Regions from separate parts of the Sus scrofa genome. Here region 1 is linked to region 2. Evidence: chromatin contacts called from public HiChIP or PLAC-seq data. All regions are on one chromosome and are shown on one strand. The core of a region is the stretch at or near the end of the contact, and the rest is flanking DNA. Distances in the headings are between cores, read along the strand shown. Region 1 holds the start of FGL1 (fibrinogen-like protein 1). Region 2 holds the start of CNOT7 (CCR4-NOT transcription complex subunit 7).

The links. HiChIP or PLAC-seq counts read pairs in DNA pulled down with a chosen protein or histone mark.
Region 1: an H3K27ac HiChIP or PLAC-seq map of alveolar macrophages shows a contact between it and region 2. The contact joins the promoter of FGL1 here to the promoter of CNOT7 in region 2. A contact is called at or near these places in 1 of 5 promoter capture datasets (fetal skeletal muscle), 2 of 47 Hi-C or Micro-C datasets (heart right ventricle and liver) and 2 of 2 datasets of contacts at active chromatin or transcription factors (alveolar macrophages and skeletal muscle).

The regions. Positions count from the first base shown.
Region 1 is chr17:5,594,111-5,598,510 of Sscrofa11.1, forward strand. FGL1 (fibrinogen-like protein 1) reads right to left here and starts at 2,324. Exons shown (of 8, transcript XM_021077952.1): 1 at 2,253-2,324. It overlaps PCM1 (pericentriolar material 1 protein), which reads left to right and starts at 2,889. Exons shown (of 41, transcript XM_021077917.1): 1 at 2,889-3,226.
Region 2 is chr17:4,948,237-4,952,585 of Sscrofa11.1, forward strand. It overlaps CNOT7 (CCR4-NOT transcription complex subunit 7), which reads right to left and starts at 1,857. Exons shown (of 7, transcript XM_005672641.3): 1 at 1,171-1,857. VPS37A (vacuolar protein sorting-associated protein 37A) reads left to right here and starts at 1,675. Exons shown (of 13, transcript XM_021078071.1): 1 at 1,675-1,837. The coding sequence starts at 1,713.

The sequences.
Region 1 (4,400 bases), core at 1,074-3,573, 650 kb after region 2:
ATGTCAGTAATGCTTTTGAATTGTTTTAATGACATATTTCTACATATTTAAAAATGATACATAGTATGTAGTATGTAAGAAGTAAATATATGCATAAAACAAAATGGTGATGAAGGTGATGATTACAGCTAATATTTTGAGACCTTATCATATGCTAATACTTTTTCCCGTGTTTTTTTTTTTTGTTTTTTTTTTCGCTTTTTAGGGCCATATCCAAGGAACATGGAGGTTACCAGGCTAGGGGTCAAATCGAAACTTGCAGCTGCCAGCCTACCTATACCAGAGCCACAGCAATGCCAGATCCGAGCTACATCCGCAACCAGGTAGCTCACAGCAACGTCTGATCCTTAAACCACTGAGTGAGGCCAGGGATCGAAGCCGCAATCTCATGGTTCCTAGTTGGATTTGTTTCCACTGAGCCAGGACGGGAACTCCTCCCGTGCATTTTCTTAATCAAAAAATCCCTCCAAGGAGTCAGTAGACCTCAGTTTAGACCTGGCCTCTTTCACTAGGAGCTGTCAGAACTTTGGTGATTTATTTAATCTATCATTGGTAAAATGAACTGATGCAGAACCAATCTCTTCAGGATAGTTGTGAGAATTAAGAAAGTCACAATAGGAGTTCCCATCGTGGCGCAGTGGTTAACGAATCCGACTAGGAACCATGAGGTTGCGGGTTCGATCCCTGCCCTTGCTCAGTGGGTTAACGATCCGGTGTTGCCGTGAGCTGTGGTGTAGGTCGCAGACGCGGCTCGGATCCCGCGTTGCTGTGGCTCTGGCGTAGACTGGCCCCTAGCCTAGGAACCTCCATATGCCGAGGGAGAGGCCCAAGAAATGGCAAAAAGACAAAAAAATAAATAAATAAAAAATTAAGGGCAAAAGTAAACCATTAAAAAAAAATAAAAAGAAAATCACAATAGATGAAATGCTTAGTACAAAATAAACACTATTTTTAAAAAAATCCTTCCAAGGTAAGAATATTATTAGTTTCTCCTCATTTCATAGATGAGGCAAATTGAAGCTCAGAAAGGTTAAGTAACTTATCCAAGATCTTAGAGCACGGTGGAATTACAATGAGGCCTAAGGCACGGTGGACTACAGTAAATACAATCCATTAGCTGCTCTGTGCTCTGAGTTTTCTTACAAAACAGAATTGATTTATATCATATCCTATTTCTTCATCATTCACTAAAATATTTGCTTTTAAAGGGCATGGACTATGCTTTTGTTACCTAAGTAATTAGCACTATTAGACATACAGAAAGTATTTTAAAATGTACCTCAGGGAGTTCCCTAGTAGTCTAGTGGTTAGGACTTAGTGCTTTCACCACTATGGCATGGATTCAGTCCTTGGTCTGGGAACTGAGATCCCATGTCAAGCCACTACACACTCTGGCCAAAAAAAAGTATGACAAATAAACAGTGTCAAAGATCACTGTACTGGAATGGAACCTGGATTCAGCTGCAAATTACAGCAGCAGGAAGGGTTTTATCTGAATTATGTACTGAGATGCAGTTCTATTAACTGCTTTTGTGAAAAAATTTCTATTGGTAACAGAACAATTTGCTGTTGGAACCCAGATGCCATTCTTCATTCTTCCTATTCTTATTTTGCGTAAAACAAAATTATCCCACAATTACAAACGGTCTTAAAAAAACAATGTCCTTGCATGCAAGAAAAATTGACTAGCATTTCAAAATTTTCAGATAGCCACACAGGCGTTGTCACTTGACCATATTTTTGGGGTTTGTAATGAAGTAGGACCCTGTGGGGCCTTGGGGGCACGTCTTTCCCCCCATATCCTCTGCTTTAGCTCCTCTCTGAAGTACCTAGATAACAGTATCTGATGCACATTTTCAGAGTTGTTTTACAGATGTGAAAACCTCCCACAAAACGCACGATGTTAACTACTTGATGACAATGAGCCCATGGCCCTCTAGCCTCCTGGAGCCTAAGGATTGATGTCAACCCGGAAGACACCACGCTGTTACTTCACCTTCAACCAGAGAGCTGTGCAGGAGCTGAACACACACCCTGCAACTCCCTTCCCTTACCTGGCTTTTAAAAATGCTTTGCCAAAACTCTTTACAGAGTTCCATGTTTTAGCAGCACGAGCCACCCTTCTCTTTGCATGGCCCTAAAATTAACTTTTCTCTGCTCCAAAATGATTTCTCTGTTTGACTTCACTATGCTTCCCGCGAACAAATTTGCATTCCCTAGCATTTTAAGGGAGAATGTGTAAATAAACTAACCTTAAAAGTGTCGCTGCTGAGAGAAGAATAAAAAAAGAATTCAAAGACCATAGTCTTAGAGAAAACTTCTGGATACTAAATTTTGATGAAGGTCAGCTGGTTCTTCAAAGGAAAAAGTAGGGCATTAATCCAAGGCGGTGTTAATTATTAACATGTGTGACTCTATCCTTGACCAGCTGTATGATGTTCCTCCAATTAACTCATGGGATTTTCCTCACGTGTAAACTTAGGACCAGATTGCACGGGCGCTTTTGTTTTCAACCTTCCTGTGAGGAAGCTCTTGGTGGACAGGGAACAGGAGAGCGATGCCCAGCTTTAGTCTTTAGTCTTTCCTTTCCAGCAAGCACAACCCGGAGCTGGAAGCCCCACGGAAACCACTACGCGCCTCCGCGCATTTCCCAGCTGCCTGAGGCGGAAGTCAACCCACTTCCGTCAGGGCCTCCAGCCCCTGGCAGGGCGATCGGCGCCCGAAGCGCACAGCATGTTGGGACTTGTAGTCATTTCTTTCGGGCGGCTGAGCGGGCGCGTATAACCTCAGGTTGACCTGGCATTCTGGGATATGTAGTCTCCAGTGGCTCGTTTGTGCAATAGGCACCGCTGCCAGAGGTGACACCATAGACTCCAGCGGATCACATGACTCCAGTCTAGAGCGTGGATCACACTGTAGCTCCCGCCCGGGCGAGTTTCGCCCCCGCGCGGCCGTTGCCGCGGAGACGGCGCATGTCTCCCCTCCCGTTGCCCCTCTGCAGTCCCCCCGCCCCTCTTCTCCCACCACAATGAGATCCTAAGATGGCGGTGGCTGCGGCGGTTGGCGCCGAGTAGCTGAAGTAGAAGAGGCGGCCATTGGGCCCTGAGCAGCCAGGGAACTTGGGGACTCTCCCTGGCTCGGACTCGAAGGGAAGACCGCTGCCGGTGGCGGGGCGTGGGAGCGACCGCTCCTCCGCTCTTGGCAGGAGCTTGTGCTTCGTTTACAGGTAATGCCTGCGCGTCCTCAGCCCTTGGCAACCGAGGGTAGCGCGGCTCTGGGCGGGAGAGCGACGGCCCTGACACGCTTGACCCTGGAGGGCCTGGGTCTGGGCTCCTGGGTCCTCTTGCTTCCAGTCTGCTGGGCAGGCAGCCCGCCCCTACTCCGGACGGACCGACGCAATCTCGGGGTACGCTTCTGGAGACGCAGTGGCGTTTTCGGAACTCCCTTCTAGCCTCCCCGCCCCTCTCTCTTTCTTGCCCGCGGAGGAGGCCGCCCTGCGCCTCGGGAGTTCCAGGAATGTCCGTTGCGAGGGGAGGAAACGGAGTAGGGGGCTGCGGTTTGATTGCCAGGGGCGGGGAGTCTAGTTTTTCATAGCCAGGGGCCTTCATCACTGCGCTTCTGCTCTCCCCTCTTCCCCCTAGATTCCATTCTGTGGGGCTCTGGATGTCCAGAATTTGGGGTGGCGAAGGGCGGATGAGGAGCGACGCGATTTGGGGGTTGGGCTGTGAGCAGCGGCGTTTTTGCTGTCTCGGGTGTTCTTGGAGCGGAAGGGCCGGGGGAGGCGTTCCTGAGTTTGGCCAAGAGGGGTTTTATGCTGGCGACGGGAATGTTAAATTTCCTAGCTCTTCCCTCCCCCCGCCATCCCTGACTGCAGGTCAGTTCGGATCGGCCCAGAGAGGGGAAAACTAAATGCCAAGTGGGATTTGGGGAACGTTGCTAGCTTTGCAGAAACTGACGTTTGGGAATTAGGTGGAAAGTCCTGCTTGGGAGGTGGACCGGCCGAATTTTTAATCCCGCCGCCCGCGCCTCAATTTCGTCACGATCGCCATGTCTGGATTTTTTTTTTTTTTTTTTTGGACCGATTCGAGGTCTGTCTGTGTCTTGGGTTCTGTGGGTGACGGATCGTGTTTTGGCGTCAGAAGAAGCGGGCTTTCTGAGTGCCCCTTCCACCCCCGCCCCATAACTACCTTCCAGACTCCGCCTTCTGGTATTCTCTGGTTACTGGAGTGGGTGTTGTAAAGCTTCGGGTGCACCTGCTCCTCTCTTTCCCTTTCACCTTCCCAGTGAGGGCCACTGGAAACCATTGTAATTCTTAGTTTTTGAAACTAAGAAAGTAAACCTTGAAAAGTAAACCTTGTGTTTATGTAGCGTCGAGGGTTTTGTTTTTGTTTTGTTTTAAT
Region 2 (4,349 bases), core at 607-3,106:
CATGTGAAAGATGTCACTTTGTTACTAGACAAAGGTAGTATTTGCTTTTATTCCTCATGAACTGAACATTTGTCTGATATGGTTACAAAATCTACTTTACTGGAATTTATTCAAGTCATATTGGAGGGGCCAAAAGTAAACCAATTAAAAAAAAAGCTCTTTCTGAGCAATAAGTAGCAGCCTCAGAAACTGTTTCAATGTCTGTAACAGCAGATGGAAGAAAGAAAGGAAGCAATAGAGTGTCTCCGTTTCAAATTGTTTCTTTCTAATGTCCTAAAAATCAGAGCATTTTTCCCTGGTTACCAAACACGCGTTACATTTTTGGCCCATAACACAGGTTTCATGGTATAAAATTATAACACTACAGACCAAAGTTTTGATTCTTGAGCAGGGAAATTCCAGATGCTCCTTCACTTTTCACACACGTTTGAAAAAATCATTACAGACAACCGTAAAAAAGGGAATTGTGACCTCCTCTTCTAAATGCTTCAGTCACAAATGTAACCTAAGTGCTCTAAGAACAGAAACCAAAGATGCAGGGAAACCCTCCTTTATAACTCTCTTCACTCTGCTAAAAACACCACACGCGCCCGCGCGCGGACACACACACACACACACACACACACTTTGGAAAAAACCTGTAGTTTAACATTGCTTTCACCACCTCTCTCTCTACTACAGTTCCAGAAAGCCCCGAAGAGGCATTAGAGGCCTTCTCATCACTAGAGGCAGCATCTCAGAACGGCGGGTTTCCAACCAAACGCGAGGACCGTACAGACACATTCAAGTCATAGCTAACTCTCTTCCCTGGCAAAGAGCCAGTGCGAAGGTGCTGATAACCACTGACTGGAGCCCGATTGACTCCCAAGCACCGCCAAGGAAGGAATACCAAGAGCTGAGGATCTAGGCCACCGCCCTCCACTCCCAATTTCCGTCCCACAACGAAGCCCCAGGTACAAAGCCTTCGCGTCATCACTCCGCGCCATCCCCTTGACATACCCCCAACCCCCGTTAACCCTCCTCCCCACCCCCCGCCGCCCAGCCCTTTCCTCCTCCAGCCGCGCTCCAGCTGGCGCCATCGCGCACCCTCTCAGGTTCACCGTTCCCGCCCCCTTTCTACTTCCCCAACCCACCCCTCCCCCCCAAGTCTGTGGCAGACGCAAGATCTACTTGTGTCGCTGAGCTCGCGCTCCTCCTCTTCCTCCTCGCCATAGAGACAGCACCCGGCGGCGGCGGTGGCGGTAGCGGCGGCGGCAGCGGGTGCCCCATAGACACCTCTCGCCCGGCAAGGGGGAAAGGGGAGCCGGAGCTGCGCTGCACCGCGCTGCGCCGTCGCTTCTCACGTCCGGGCAGGAGCGCCAGATGATGACGTGACACGCAGAAGGGGGCGGGGCACGCAGTTGACGGAGGCTGGGGTGGCGGAGAGCTGGGCAGTCACGCAGCCTAACTGGCTGGTCGGGCGTCAGGGCGGTGAAGGTAGGACTACCGGTCCCGGGCGCCGAGTTCCCTCTCTCCAGCTGCCCGCAGTCAGAGCATGCTCCTCAGGCCCCGAGGACCCCTGGCCGGGCTTGCTTAGAGAAGACAACTCCCCAGCACTGGGGCCGGGGCGTCCCTGCCCGCTCCTCCACTGTCGCTGGAGAACCGCCTGGCTGAGCGGCTGGGAGAAACAGGCCAGAGCCTTCTAGGGCCTCGGGCCCGGGGACCCGTGGAGGATGAGCTGGCTCTTTCCCCTGACCAAGAGCGCCTCCTCCTCCGCAGCTGGGTCCCCCGGTGGCCTCACCAGCCTCCAACAGCAGAAGCAGCGCCTGATCGAGTCCCTCCGGAACTCACACTCCAGGTGACTGGTAGCTGCCTCTCCAACCTAAGGAAAAAGTAGGGCGGGAGGGCGGGCTGGTCTTAAGCACTTTCGCAGCTCCTCAGGCCGACTCCCCGCCAGCGGCCTCCTTTGACATACCTCCCCCTTCGTCCTGGGTCACGCGCCAGTTCTTCCATCCCTGACCCACGTTCAGGAATTTTCTTCCGGGCCCTCCTTCCCTCCTTCCCACTCACTGCTCAGCTTCTCTAATTCTGATTTACTCATCCCTCCTGACACATCGCCGCTGACTAGTCTGTTTCACAGTCTGTATCCAATATGCCTTGCTTTGCCCGCCTTCCTCATTAACCTTTCCCTTTGCCCACCTGATTGCCGCTTTGGCAGAATGTTAAAATTTTGTACTTGGCTAAAATGAATTGTGAAGAGTAATCTCCAAGTTTCACAAAGAGTGGACCATTCTTGAAAAAACAAAATAAAACAAAACTTTTAACATCGAAAGAAAGGGAAGACAGAAGTTTTCATCAGTGAGTTCTCTGGGAGGACAGTTTTTCAATCCTCAAGTCTAATAGATTTACCCTGTTCCAGCAACCTCTCCTCATCTCGCACTACCAGTCTCTACATTTCTCACTTTATTATTCTTGCTCTCACATTCAGGAATTGCTTTATATTCATCTTGTACTATTGGCGTCCTATGAGTTTTTCGGTTTCAGCGTGGTCAGATTAGAAATATTTTGCAATTTAAATTATTTTAATTATCTTTATTGCAAACTGGTGTGCTGCAGCTCTTTCTATTGCAAATACCTGTGACCTAGTGGCTTTCAAAAATTAGATCTCTTTATATTATGCAAGTACATTTACGTGTAACAGCCTGTATTTTAATGTAAAGATGACAACATCTTTAGCCCTTTTTATTTTTTATTTTTCTGTCTTTTTGTCATTTCTTAGGCCGCTCCCGCGGCATATGGAGCTTCCCAGGCTAGGGGTCGAATCGGAGCGGTAGCCGCCGCCGGCCTACACCAGAGCCACAGCAACGCAGGATCCCAGCCGCGTCTGCAACCTACACCACAGCTCACAGCAACGCGCCTGATCGTTAACCCACTGAGCAAGGCCAGGGATCGAACCTGCAACCTTATGGTTCCTAGTCAGATTCGTTAACCACTGAGCCATGACGGGAACTCCTTTTAGGCCCTTTTAAAATAGACTTTTCATACATTTAAAATATATATATTTAGAGATATCAAAATTGATTAATTTCTGTTGGAGCTACTAAAGGGCCATTCTAGCTGTTAGATCAGTGGTTTTTCCCAAGCAAGGTATAGTACAGAATAGTTTTAAATTGGATGTATTAAAGGAAAAAAATCACTGCAAATTCAGTTTGGCAAAAATGAGGCCTGTTACTGATTGAACTTCAGTGTTCTGCTTGTTGAGAACTTTAGAAAAGTGGAATTTTGTGGTACTAAGAAGAAAGAATGGTATGGTATCTGATTTAATGGTAGCTTTCTTTTTGGAAAATTAAGTTCCCAGAGTTCTTACAAGTCATTCTTATTCTAAATAGTGTTCTGTACTAACCTGTAAGAGCTACTTTTATAAAATAAAAATAAGGTGACTCCTTATTATAAAATAAGGTGACTTCTTTTGAACAAACATAACAAAAGTTTGTCTCTTAGAAGGTGTCACCTTGGAAGACTGTTTGCATACTATGCTAGCACTACTATTGGAATATTTTGTAGAACCACACCTTTGGAATTAATTACTTTTAATATATATATTTTTGCCTCCCAAATAAGGTGAGATGCTAAAGCAGGAATTGCTAATCTAAGGAGTTCTGGGATTGGCTTAAGAGGATCAGTAAATACCTGAGTCAAATGCAGAAAGGATCCACTTTATTTGTATTTTTTGAGCCAGAAATCATGAAATCAGACAAGTGACATTATCTATGTATTTTGTAATGTTGTGAACAGCTAACTTTAAGTACTTGGTCCTTTTGTAAAAATATTTGAAGTTTTGTTTTATTGAAATATTTCACATTTATATAAACTATAGTTGGATATATAGTGACAATTGTGTAAGTCATGTACTTCCAGTTTTCAAAGAATGGTAGGATCCCAGAAAAAAATGTTATCCACCTATTCTTGTTAAGTCTGCCCCTTTAATTTATGGCATAATTTTAAAGCTAGCTGGTAAAAATGATGTATCTGTGCAGTATCTGACAGTATGTTGCTTGAGTAACCAAATTCAGTAATACAACTTAAAGATTTCTATACAAAAAGATATTGTGACTGGTTATTCTGAAGGTGCACTCTGCAAAGGCTGAAAGAATGTTTTGAATGGTATTTTAATGAATAATACAAAACTCCCTCCTTTATGAATACGAGTATCTTGTTGCACGCTGCCCACTTCCCTCATGTTTCATACTCTATCCCTTCCTGGCCATAAAGGTGACTTTTTTCTTTGTGCCCTCCTTCATAACTTTCCCCACCCCATTCCCTCATCTACCTCCAACTTGTATTTTCTTTTAACTTGCTATAGTTCAGAA